Regions from separate parts of the Mus musculus genome. Here regions 1 and 3 are each linked to region 2. Evidence: chromatin contacts called from public Hi-C data. All regions are on one chromosome and are shown on one strand. The core of a region is the stretch at or near the end of the contact, and the rest is flanking DNA. Distances in the headings are between cores, read along the strand shown. Region 1 has its middle 30 kb from the start of Il1rl1. Region 2 overlaps Il18rap (interleukin 18 receptor accessory protein). Region 3 has its middle 46 kb from the start of Il1rl1.

What was found. A called contact is a pair of places that touch in the nucleus more often than the background predicts.
Region 1: a contact with region 2 is called in a Hi-C map of bone marrow-derived macrophages, with 33 read pairs. The contact joins two enhancer-like sites. A contact is called at or near these places in 7 of 39 promoter capture datasets (the 3T3-L1 cell line, 3T3-L1-derived adipocytes, the HPC-7 cell line and 3 more), 2 of 15 datasets of contacts at CTCF or cohesin (CD8 T cells and the NIH/3T3 cell line), 3 of 484 Hi-C or Micro-C datasets (3T3-L1-derived adipocytes, the HPC-7 cell line and bone marrow-derived macrophages), 2 of 115 datasets of contacts at active chromatin or transcription factors (the HPC-7 cell line and bone marrow-derived macrophages) and 3 of 9 other capture datasets (adipose tissue, liver and macrophages).
Region 3: a contact with region 2 is called in a Hi-C map of bone marrow-derived macrophages, with 4 times the contacts expected there. The contact joins two enhancer-like sites. A contact is called at or near these places in 2 of 39 promoter capture datasets (the 3T3-L1 cell line and embryonic stem cells), 7 of 15 datasets of contacts at CTCF or cohesin (CD8 T cells, the NIH/3T3 cell line, embryonic stem cells and 3 more), 234 of 484 Hi-C or Micro-C datasets (the 3T3-L1 cell line, 3T3-L1-derived adipocytes, the 63-12 cell line and 127 more), 25 of 115 datasets of contacts at active chromatin or transcription factors (the 230-238 cell line, CD4 T cells, CD8 T cells and 19 more) and 5 of 9 other capture datasets (adipose tissue, bone marrow-derived macrophages, embryonic tail and 2 more).

What each region holds. Positions count from the first base shown.
Region 1 is chr1:40,407,950-40,411,906 of GRCm38.p6, forward strand. It overlaps a transcript of Il1rl1 not described here. Among named protein-coding and RNA genes, the nearest start is that of Il1rl1, 30 kb to the right of the region's middle. Within about 2 kb of position 2,137, at least 27 of the 459 cell types and tissues checked have an H3K27ac peak or open chromatin away from gene starts, as enhancers often do. A contact at or near this core is called in bone marrow-derived macrophages, where this site is marked.
Region 2 is chr1:40,542,506-40,546,805 of GRCm38.p6, forward strand. It overlaps Il18rap (interleukin 18 receptor accessory protein), which reads left to right. Exons shown (of 13, transcript NM_010553.4): 11 at 485-622. Among named protein-coding and RNA genes, the nearest start is that of Il18rap, 29 kb to the left of the region's middle. Within about 2 kb of position 2,351, at least 7 of the 459 cell types and tissues checked have an H3K27ac peak or open chromatin away from gene starts, as enhancers often do. A contact at or near this core is called in the STO cell line and bone marrow-derived macrophages, where this site is marked.
Region 3 is chr1:40,391,010-40,395,355 of GRCm38.p6, forward strand. No RefSeq gene overlaps it. Among named protein-coding and RNA genes, the nearest start is that of Il1rl1, 46 kb to the right of the region's middle. Within about 2 kb of position 2,427, at least 57 of the 459 cell types and tissues checked have an H3K27ac peak or open chromatin away from gene starts, as enhancers often do. A contact at or near this core is called in the STO cell line and bone marrow-derived macrophages, where this site is marked.

The DNA of each region.
Region 1 (3,957 bases), core at 887-3,386, 130 kb before region 2:
CCTTTAAACTAACATCTAAAATTAACCACCACAAATTCACCTGGTGTCAGCTTGGTACTCAACATCTCCACCCTGTTTCTCTACCCTGTTCTGTAGCCCACATGACTTGCTTAATTTCCAAATAATAAAAGCAATGAGTTCATAATCCTGCTAATATGATATAGCAGCCATACCACTTGTAATAAAAAACACTATTTTCCCTCAGAATAGATGACAAAAATCTACACACACACACACACACACACACACACACACACACACACACACACACACACATTCATATATGTGGGCCTGAGTGTATAAACATGTACCACCTATGTACAGGAAGGCATCCAAGGAGGCCAACAGAAGCATCAGATCGCCCAGCACTGGCCACAGACAGCCCTGAACCACCATATGGATGGATACTGGAAACTGAACTTTGTCCTGTGCAAGAGCAGGGAGCACTGTTGACCGCTGAGCCATCCCTGCAGCCCAGAGGCTCTTAAGGAATGCTTAGACTTTCTGTTTTCTGTAACTTAAATGTGGTAATGATTTATAACAATTAATTACTGATACTACCTCAATTGATGTCATGTTACATGATAAAGCAGTAAGGGAAAAACACACATCTGCTTAACGTATGTGTGTAAGTGCACAAGCACAACCAAACGGTGGTTACAACCCTCCTTCCTACAATTGGTCACATGGCTTTAGTTGGTATTTATAAAAACTTTCCTCTACTACCATTTCTGTATTTCCTCCACCCTCAGCAAGTACCTGAGCAGGCCTAGGATCTGTACCTGGAACAGTGATCAGTCACAACGAATAGAGACCCAAATATTCATTTCTGAGGACTGTAGATTTATTATCTTACCTGAATTGGGTTGTCATCTTCTACTAATCTTAATCATAAGACATGGCCAAATTCTGAAAAATCTGTTACACTCCAGACATACTCTTTGGGGAGAATTAGTCCAGTTTCTCCCTAGTAGTCTGGACAGTCACTCCTGGGAGCAAAGTCACTCCTTTCTTAGCTGGTTAACATCTAGTTCAGTGGAATACTTATATACCTGACAGAAGTTCTCCATTTGGAATAAATACATGTAGGTGGCAAGTCTTTTATTAATGGGAATAAGATGTAGACAAGTAGTTCATGGGTCCCTGTGGATGATGATGGGTTGTGTCATTCTTTTTTTTTTTTCCCTCCTGGCTTTATCAGAAACTGTACCACATGTCGGAGGCAGATGCAGAATCTATGATATAGGATGGTGTATCCCGTCCCTTGGGACTCAGCTATTCGTGGGTGTGAGGGGGACTGCAAACCTGGAAGAAAATGGGATGGAAGAGAAATAAAAGCCGAAGACCAAGTAGATTGTTTCCTATCAAGGTCTCCGTTTATTTGGCTGAGACGCCGGATTTTAAAGCATACATCGAGGGGAATAGGGAGGGGTGGAGGGGGAATTAACAGAGAACAAAGAAGTAGGCATCTGCTAACATGAGGGCAGAAGTCAGGCTCCAGGTGGTGGGCACTCTGTGTCTTATCTCTGGAACATAGATCCTCCTTAACAGCCTTGGGTATCAGGCTGGGCTCAGCGCATAACTCATGTCCTTGGATGTCATAAGAGTCAGGAAAAGATAAGGAAGAGGGGACTATAATTCAGCTTTTTTAGCCTGAGGTGCCAGGAAGGGAACAGGGAGAAGGGAGTGATGACCCACTCCTAGCACGAGACCATTTGGCTTGTCAGGGTGGGAGATTGTGAAGGGCTTGCTTTCTCATGGTATGGTCTCTAACAATGGTGATGCAGAATCAATCCATGTGGGATGGTGATGCAGAATCCATGTGGGATGGTGATGCAGAATCCATGTGGGATGGTGATGCAGAATCCATGTAGGATACGGATGCTGAATATACAGCCTTTTGAAGAATCTGCCCCAGGCCTCAGGCTCTTGCCACTTTTCCATATTCTAACTCTATCTTTCACAGTCCAATTCATTTTTTTTTGTTTTTTTGTTTTTTTTTTTTTTTTTGGCAAGCTACTCCAGGAAGGTGGGGGGCATGGAAGGCTAGTGGCTTCTGTGAGCATGGGCTCACTGTTGCACTTCTTTCTTTGTAAAGCAAGTTCCTTTTTCAGGAGCAATGCTGTGTGGAATAGTAAGATGGGGAAATAGGACATCCTGTTAAGCCTGTGTGGTTATTTTGGCTGAAGCATTACACACAGGTCAGGCAAAGCAACATAAAGAATAACTGGGCCAGTGAAGACAAAATGTCACACTTCTCTTCATGGAAGTAGGCAAAGTTAGTTAACATGACACCAGGCTGCTGGCTAGGCACCTGGGACATACTGCCACGTTGGCTGCTCAGCATTGGTCTCTGCTCTCTGTCTGTGTTACTGGCTGTACGCATTGCTTTCAACCCGGCTGCCATAGCTACTTTGTTCCTAGGCTCACTAGGAAATGACAGAGATTGTCAGGGAAGGGGTTGATAACAGTCACCTGGAACCCAAGTAACTTTATATCCTCTGATCATTAGGAGAGATGTACCATTGTACATTCCCCCCAAATGTCTTTCTTATCAATTTTCCAATCATTCTTTTAAGGCTCCGATGGCTGGTTATTGCTGATATATAATCACACCTCTGATCATGTTCCGGGGGAACAGAGTAAGAGATGGGTAGCACCTCAGAGTTCTACAGTTCTGTAAGGGGAAAGTCCTCCATGGTATACCTCTCTCCTCCAGTCCACACCTTTAAAAAGGTTCCACTACCTCTTCATACTGCTGCCAATCTACTGTAACTGGCATCTCCGGTGGAGCATTTTTTAACAATAGCATGTCCTTGTTTGTTTGTTATTTGATTTAGGCCCATTTCTCATAATAGACAGTCAGTGGCTCGTCTTGAGGGAAGAGGCCATGGCTTTTGTTTTTGTTGTTTCCAGTACTGTTCTTGTTGTAGTGCATGCAGCTAAGCATGTTAACCAAACTGAGAATACATTTGTAGAGAGAATAAACAAACCTCAGCCACCAACTGAAAAGGACCTTCACAGGGCTTCCTAACCAGTGGACCTCACTTATTAGTTCATGGAATGGAGAAGACAGAAATATCAAACAGCTATAAGTATCCTCTTGAGGAAATTGTCATGTTGGAGAAATAGGAAAGACCCTTAAATGTCTCTACAGGCTAGCTAAGTTCCTGTCCTATGGTGGTCGCTGTCATGGACGCTTCTACTCCTTGGTTTGTTCTTTAAACCCCAGTGAGACAAGTATTGCTATAATTCTTATTTTTTCAAATAGGAGAATGGAGGTTTACAGATGTTGAATAACTATATTAGGGTGATATAGTTACTAAGTGACTGGGCATGATTTGATCTGTGGAATACTGGATTCGACTGGAATAACTGGGCTGAAAACATGGTAAGTTTTTTTTTTTTTTGACAGATACTATTTTGGGACGAAGAGAAAGAGGAAATGGAGGATGCTGAACCACATTTTTCCTATTTGTGTGCAGCAGTGATCCCTTAAGTAATCTTGAGAATACTGTGATTAAAATTAACCCCCAATCACCCAGAGCAGAGTAACCAATATTAGACTTGGCCTGTCACTCTAAACAGTTGGAAAACTGAGCAGGGTACCATGATGACTGAACTGCTCTACTAGACTGCAATTCAGAATTAAATGAAGGCAACACAAGTCAGAAATACTTCACATCCAAAACAATCAACTTGCAGCTACAATTACTAGATGTTCTTAGACAGGAAAGCATGGCTCCTAATTCAAGAGGTAAGCCCTTAAGTAGAAACAAACACAGATTACAGAGAAAATGGAACCAGGAGACAAGGACTCGAAACCAGTTTGGTTGTTCCTCAGAAAATTAGACATAGTTCTGCCAGAAAATCCAGCAATCTCACTCCTGAAGATGTTCCAACTTGTAATAAGGACACATGCTCCATTATGTTCATAGCAGCCTTATTTATAATAGC
Region 2 (4,300 bases), core at 1,101-3,600:
CAAGATGTCCAGGGATGAGGTTGGGCCAATCATGGACTTGCTCAGTCGATGACTGGAACACAGTCCAGCAGAGTAAATGTCCTCTGGCCATAGTGTGACACTGTAAGTGTGCCATGACGGTAGCTTTCCTATGCAGATCCCTTATTTATAAGTTGAGTCATGGAGGGTGCAAGGTGCTGATGTGACTCCTAGTCTAGGAATGTTTAGACTTCCATGGGGATGAGCACCCGCAAATGTAATTTACAACAGGCAACAGGAAAGGTACAGATGAGCTCTATAGACATTTGTAGGAACAAAAATAGGTAAAATGACTCAGCATCGTAGGTCAGCTCATCAGGAATTTCCCATCAACCTGGCTCTCTAGAGTTAATTGTGGAAAATTCCATCCAGACTTGAGATGACAGAGATAGCAGCATGGCTTTCTATTACATAATAGGCTGTGTTGGTCTAGATGTGTTTGCTCAGATCTCTGTGTTTCCCTTAGTGGTGTTTGTATACATCCTTCTCGGCACGGCCTTGATGCTGGTGGGCGTTCTGGTGGCAGCTGCTTTCCTCTACTGGTACTGGATTGAAGTTGTCCTGCTCTGTCGAACCTACAAGAACAAAGATGAGACTCTGGGGGGTAAGAACACCCAGTGTGCCACTCCCTGTCTAAATGACAAGACACTGTTACTTAGTTATTCCCTATCTATTGGCTCTCTTTTCTTAGAACTGTCTTAGTTGTGATTTCACATGCCTCCTGCCAGCCAGAGCCCATGAGAAAAGTCAGAGGTAGCTAATGCCTGATAGGTAGTGTTTTATCTCGAAGGATTAGGTCCTTCCTCTTCTTCTTTTCCTCCTCCTCCTCTTCCTCTTTTTCTTCCTCTTCTTTTCCCCCTCTTCTTTTTCTTTTAATTTTTCTTCCTCCTCTTATCCTCCTTCTTCCTCCCCCTCCTTCTCTTCACCTTTCTCTTCTTCTTTTTCTTCTTTCTATTCTTCTTCTTCCTCTTCTAATTCTTCTTCCTCCTCCTCCTAGTCTTTCCTCCCCCTTTTCTTACTCTTCTTCTTTTTTCTTCTAATTTTCCTGCTCCTCTTCTTGTTCATCTTCTCCTCCTTCCTCTTCCTCCTCCTCCTCCTCTTCTTCTTCCTCCTCCTCCTTCCTCTCCTCCTTTTGCTCTGGCTTTACACCAGGAAAGACTGAAGAAACAATTCTAGCTCATTCTAGTTACCAGGAACCTTGTAGAAGATACTTTTGTGGGATTTATGGGACTTAGAAATATTCTCTTTGCTAACCAATCTGGGGTGATTCAGCAAGTGGCAGCTTTATATACCGCTCTCCTCATTCATAAAACAGGACTGTCGCAGCAGCAGGCAGAGGACAGTATGTGAGCTCACTGAGGCTAGACCTGGTTTGCCTTTAGACTGGTACCTAAGTATATAGAAACTCAGTATGGTCTGCGATGAATGTCACTTGAGGATGGGTCATATGCCCAGTCAGAGTATTGACTATTGCCATCTTCACAGTCCCCTTAGACAGAGAAAGATGAAGCCATAATCTTCGTATGAGACCACCCAAAGAGGCTGTGTCTTAACTTTGAATCTTTAAGTCTGGTTTTAGGAAACCCATCACCTGGGTTATTACCACATGAAAACAAGGCATGCCAGGTCAGGGATTTGTCCCAAACAAGTGTAAGTTGCACAAATTACAAGTCCTATTATTACCAATGACACTTCTGTTAATTCACCCACAAGACATGGTTGCAATACCCATCATGTTGTATGGGCTAGAATGCTGCTTTAAGCTTTGCTGGCTTCAGCAAGTCTCAGGTCAGTGTATTTGCAGTGTCAGTGACTGACTTTACTGCTTGGAGCAGAAGGTCTGCCTGCCGTGTAAGCACCTTCACTGGGAGGGTCCTCTGAGGCCAGTGGCTTTTGCAGGCTGAAATTACGGCACCAAGAAAAGAAAGTAAGAAGTGTTTCAGGTCTGAGTTCAGTTCCCCGCCCCCACAAACACACACAAACACACACACACACACACACACACACACACACACACACACACACACACACACACACCTGAACCAAGCTAAGAAAACTAGAGAAATACATGCATTTCATCTTATTTTAGATCGATTATTGATAACATCCTTTGAGTTCCATATAAGCCAACAGTGTTTTCAGAATTTTTGTTTGTTTAATTAGCCTTTTATATTTGTATGGAACAAATTCACTGAACCCCCCCCCCCCTAAGATTCTAGAGTTTAACAAAGCAGAGTCAGTTGATAGGGATCATTTAATTTTGTCTCATGTGATTTCACTTCTTGGTGATTTGCTCAGAACTGGGTTCTGGAGCACAGTGATTCAGCGCCCTCTGCTGGTCAAACGGATATTTATTTACAAAATGAAAGCCCAAGAGTTCATTGTGAATGTCTAAACTTCATTTAGAAAGAAATAACACTAGGAGGACATGTGTAGGTCCTCTAACACCACACTCTGTAAATTCATTGCTAAATAAGTTTATCTTTTTTTTGTTTTGTTTTGTTTTCCATTTTTTATTAGGTATTTAGCTTATTTACATTTCCAATGCTATACCAAAAGTCCCCCATACCCACCCACCCCCACTCCCCTACACACCCACTCCCCCTTTTTGGCCCTGGCATTCCCCTGTACTGGGGCATACAGAGTTTACGTGTCCAATGGGCCTCTCTTTCCAGTGATGGCCGATTAGGCCATCTTTTGATACATATGCAGCTAGAGTCAAGAGCTCCGGGGTACTGGTTAGTTCATAATGTTGTTCCACCTATAGGGTTGCAGATCCCGTTAGCTCCTTGGGTTCTTTCTCTAGCTCCTCCATTGGGAGCCCTGTGATCCATCCATTAGCTGACTGTGAGCATCCACTTCTGTGTTTGCTAGGCTCCGGCATAGTCTCAGAAGAGATAGCTACATCTGGGTCCTTTCAATAAAATCTTGCTAGGGTATGCAATGGTGTTAGCGTTTGGATGCTGATTATGGGGTGGATCCCTGGATATGGCAGTCTCTACATGGTCCATCCTTTCATCTCAGCTCCAAACTTTGTCTCTGTAACTCCTTCCATGGGTGTTTTGTTGCCAATTCTAAGGAGGGGCATAGTGTCCACACTTCAGTCTTCATTCTTCTTGAGTTTCATGTGTTTAGCAAATTGTACCTTATATCTTGGGAATCCTAGGTTTGGGGCTAATATCCACTTATCAGTGAGTACATATTGTGTGAGTTCCTTTGTGAATGTGTTACCTCACTCAGGATGATGCCCTCCAGGTCCATCCATTTGCCTAGGAATTTCATAAATTCATTCTTTTTAATAGCTGAGTAGTACTCCATTGTGTAGATGTACCACATTTTCTGTATCCATTCCTCTGTTTTATCTTTTGATTTATAGAAAACTCTGGGGTTTTTACAAAACCCTGGGAGGGTCAGAGGTAGATATGGTGTGTTACACATTTTTATTTTTATTTTGCTTTTAAAATCATTTCTATTGATATTCATCCACCCTTCCTTTTACCCTTCCCCCTCCTCAGTAAAGTCAATCTCACTTTTTAACCCTTTCTGCGTACTGGCGTGTCCTACTATCCTCCTCTCTGGAACTTCTTCTTTACTCTTATCTCAAGGTCTCATCATTAAACACACCAGCACTTACCTACAGGCCACACCTCAGAGTCTCCTCCTTTCTATATGGGCAGTCGAGTACCTCACAAACTAGCTTCTATAGCTTTGGGGGCTCTGAGCCTCCTGTTTTATTTGTGGATGGTAGCCAATCCTCTGGGCATCTCTTTTAGCAAGCACACTGCTGAACGGCCTGAGACACTACTTGTGGCCTGAGACACTAGTTACATCTAACAACACTGTAGATGGAGGTTATGGAATGACCTGAAATATAAACTACAGCTGCTCCATCCCAAAACGTGTGAGTTAATGTGTGAGTTTTCTGTCTCTTCGAGGTAGTTTTTTTATTTCAGCATATCCCAACAAATCTTCCTGATAATATTATCAACAGAAGTACAAGAGACCTGTACAGTGTCCTAAGACTACTTCTATAAATGTAGCTTCTCAAATATAAGGGGAGGGCTGTGTGAGAGCCAGAGACTCTGGTCTGGCATATTTGCTACCTCATGCAACCATTCCTGCAAGGGGAACTCGACTGATCTCACCTCACAAGGAGATACAAGTACTGTCGTCACTTGACACAGCCCTTCATGACAAGGGTACATTCAGATACATGTACCCTTAGGCTACTTTTCTTTGTAGAAACAAAATATAGTGGGCTTGTATAAACCTAGACAGTATA
Region 3 (4,346 bases), core at 1,177-3,676, 150 kb before region 2:
TTCTACTATAGATAGCAGGAGGACACTCCATACTCCATCCACAGGCAACCGGAACATCCAAAGACACAAAGCAACAAGGAAGACAAATAATTCCCCCAAACTTGGGTCATTTGGTGCAGTGGCAAGTATTTAGAATAAAGAGCCTTAAGACGTAATCTGGGCATTTCCCCCAGGGTCTGTGTGAACTAGTGGTGGCTGGCTTTTAAGAAGGAAACTAAACCAAGTTCACTGAGATGAGGTTATATACATGGAGGAGGATCGTTAGGATGCTGTTAGAGTCCTGGTGAGAGGAGGAAAGAAGATGGACAGATTGGTGCAGAGTTGGTTGCAGCGTTAACCAATTTGAAGAGGACTGAGGAAAATAGCCCCACTCCTCGAAATGTATCTTCAAACCATCAACATTCATTGGTAGCCGGAATCATGAGAATCTATGTGAACCCTCAAGAAGGAAACAGGCCCACATCTTGGACGAAGACTGATGCTCAAAGAGGAACCAATGAGGAAGCCAGAGAGTGAAGAAACTCAAACAGGAGGTGCAAGGGAAGGTGATGGAAACAAGGTTGGGGGCAAGGCCAAGAATGGGGAACCAGGAGGAAGTGGTCACAAAGACAGAAGGTGCCAGTGGAGAACTAAGAACAGAAGAATATTTTTTTTTAGCAAGGCTGTAGGAGGTGTCCTGTTCTCTTTGGTGAACAGTTCAGTTCTTCCACAGTAAATTGACCTCAGGCTCCAAGGGCAGCTGTGTGGTAAGGTTGGTGAAGGCTGGTGCAGGGTTGCCAAGTGAAAAGCTGAGTAAAAAAGTAAGGAAGAGGTCAAAGTGTCACACGATGGTTAAGGACAGATAGGTAGGATTTTAGCCATAGTGGGAAGGGGACTGGCACTAAACCATTCACAGTGAGTCCTTTTCCAGGTAAGACTGCACTGGGAGCTGAGAGGTCGAAGGACCAAGTCTGTTTTACAAGTGCAACAGCCAGGTGTGAACAAGGAGACACATTTCTCAGTGAGGAGGGAGCAGACATGGGAGAGGATCATGGGAAATTCTGGCTAAGAGATGTTGATGTTCCTCAGACAGGAATGGAGGCCAAGTGGCGCTTAGCACTGGGTTGAACGGAACACCCGGAAAGGCTCAGAATGGAAAGGAAGATAATGGTAAGTACGATGTTTTTATCTGTGGTGTATCAACTTCCCTCCCGATACAGCCGGGTAACCTGAGTCTCTAGATTCTGTTTGGAGAAGCCAGAGTTATTTTGTGTTTTGTGCTCCATTCCATTAGCGTGTCTCTACTACGACAGCCCAAAGCACTTGCTCAGAGTTTGGCTCGGCAGCTATTAAATGAATATATTCCATACTAGTGCTGAATAGCGACATTAGGGCTGGCAAGTATTTGTTTAGCAGTCGGTGGAGAAAAAAAAAAAAGGGCAGATAAATGCAAGACATAAGGCAAAGAGGGAGCCCTGCCCTGGTCCACTGACAAATGTCCTGCCCTTTGGTCAGGGATGATGACTGCCTTGCTCCAAAGACTGAGGGGAACGTCACAATCTCCACTCTAAGCTGTCTGCCTAACTTGATGCAGTGCATTTGTGCAGACAACTGTAGTTACTGGGGTTAAGGTTTGCATGGTGAGGTATTTGGACTTGCATCGTCGTGGGCCGGGTACCTCCTATCACTGCAAAATGTGTGGCATCCTTCCTTAGAGGCTGTAGCTGTTTCTTCTGGGCTCTTCCTTCTGCTAATATGACTTCCCCCTTTTAGTTTTTGGTCACTCTTAATTTCTATCCCACAAGTTCCTATTTTCCTTGCCTTCGTTGCTCTTCTCCTGCTCTGCATCCTTTCTCTTCTGGTCTTTGAAGCATGAAGACCTCCTCCCTGCCCAGGATCCGTGCTTTGATAGAAACATCTCTGGCTCACAGTTGCAGCTGATGTTCTCCTGAGCTGCTCAGCTGACACGAGGGTTCACATTCCCTGGAAGTGGCATCCTCACCCTTGCTTTGCTCTGCTGGGTTTGGGGGTCCAAGATCCCTTTGGGCATATGATTTACCTAGTGATGTAGCTGTAAACAGCTATAGGACCCTCTCCATTCCCATCAGGATAAGAAGGCGGAGGCTACCTTTCTCTCCAGCTGTCTCAACCCACACGTCCACCTTAAAGCCCTGTCTAACTCTTTGAACTCCTCTAAGGCCACTCAATTTGCTGTTCACCACAGAGGCACATTTTTTCCTACCTATTATTCCAAAAAGCAGATGTTATTCATAAGCATGGCACCTGCATGTAATGATGAGGATGAAGAAATAGAGTTACTCCGAATTTGTGGGTCTGGAGAGGTTTGCTTACACATTTAAGGAGGCTGGTGACGTCATGCTGTGTCACTTTCTCTGTGAGGGTTCAGCTCCCCGCTGCCCCGGGGCACTGGGGTGGAGACAGATGATTCATGATGACTAAGGTAGCATGTTTCTGTGGTGAGCTTGTGAGAATTTGGACAGTGTGGTTGGTGTCAAGAAGGAGTGGAAGCCATGATGCCAATGGCTACGGCGCTGCCTCGGTGGAAGCAAAACTCTGACAAGTCTTCCATTGCCTGTCCTGAGGTCAGCCTTGAAACCTACATCCCTCCCTAGAGATGCACCAAACATAGAACACAGTAGTCAGTGTCCTCTTTACCACAGCTAAGACCTGGGACCATAGCAATTGGGAGGAGGCTAGAATATGACTTGACTTCCAATCTCCTGATAGAGACTAAATGTGGCTGTCTTCCTGGGGTTGCTATGACAGCTCATCACAGCCTGGGTAACATACGACAGATCTATTTGATCTTGGCCTTGGAGGATGAAAGTTCAAGACGGAAGAGCTAACAGGACTGGCTCCTTCTGAGGTTATCGAGGGACAGGCTGTTTTTGGACCCTCATCTTTGCTGCCTTCCCCCTGTGTCTTCATGTGGCCTCCTTTTGTGTATATACATCTTCTGCGTCTCACTCCTTCTCAAGGGGACCAGGGAATTCTGAACCAGAGTAGTATGGAGCTCTCTGGGACAGACTATGCTTTTCATATACGTATGTTTTCTTAAGAAGTTTATTTTTAAGTTAACTGCCTATGTGTCTTTATGAGTTTGTGAGTGTCACATGTGTGGGAGCCCTTGGAGAGCAGAAGAGGACATTGAGTACCTTAAAATTGAAGTTATAAAAGTTTTTAAATTGCTATGTGGGTGCTAGGAACTGAACCTACCTCCTCTACAAGAACAGCAGTACTTTTAACCACTGGGCCATTGCCTTTTAGCCTCTTGTATACATATATTCTTATAATTAGTTTAATTTTAAACTGGCACAACAAGAGATTCACAAAACCTTATTCTAGATGGCAGTTAACTCAGCATTTGCTTTTTTTTTTCCTTAAACATTTTCACATTTTTCTCTTCAAAGAAGGGCTTTCCAGTTTCTCGTGGGTGTATGCAAATTGCCAGGGGCATCTTGCTCTTTGGCACCATTGGTAACTAATATGGGGGTAATTTGTTGTAATCTTATTCCAATAGCACATACCTGAGACAATTAAATTGAGAAGCTTATTCTGGTCAAGGCTTTGAAGGGTTAACCCATGATGCACCAGTCTCCATCTCTTCGGGCATGCAGCAGGATATCATTGCAGGCATATGAAGTACCCACTTCAGGAACTGAGAAGGGTGTAATCTAGATGTTCCGTTTAGGGCTGAACACTAAACTGATACTTGCTCTCTGCTCTTTGACCAGTAGTGTGTCTATGTGTTAACCACTGTACAAAGAAACCTCTCTGAAGAGGTCTGAGAGCCACTCTAATCTACGAGAGAGAGAGAGAGAGAGAGAGAGAGAGAGAGAGAGAGAGAGAGAGAGAGAGGGGGAGGGGGAGGGAGAGGGAGAGGGAGAGGGAGAGGGAGAGGGAGAGGGAGAGGGAGAGGGAGAGGGAGAGGGAGAGGGAGAGGGAGAGGGAGAGGGAGAGGGAGAGGGAGAGGGAGAGGGAGAGGGAGAGGGAGAGGGAGAGAGAGAGAGAGAGAGAGAGAGAGAGAGAGAGAGAGAAATAATTTTCACACCTAGGGGCCTGGGACTTCCTGATATCCTTATACACTTGTTATTCTAAATTATTCTTCCACTTGCCCTTAAAACTAGTTTAGACCAGTCCACTCCAATCTTCCCCCAAACTCTGGTTTCCACAGTATCTGTTGATAAATTGATAAATTCAAGGGTTTAATTCAAGCCCATACCTTGTTTGAATAGCTTGCATCACCTGCTGTGGCTGGTCTTTCATCTTGAAGTTATTTCTTACTTGGTTCCTTGACTCTATCCATTACTGGGTTTCTTCCCCTTTCAATGGTCTGTCTTTGTTCC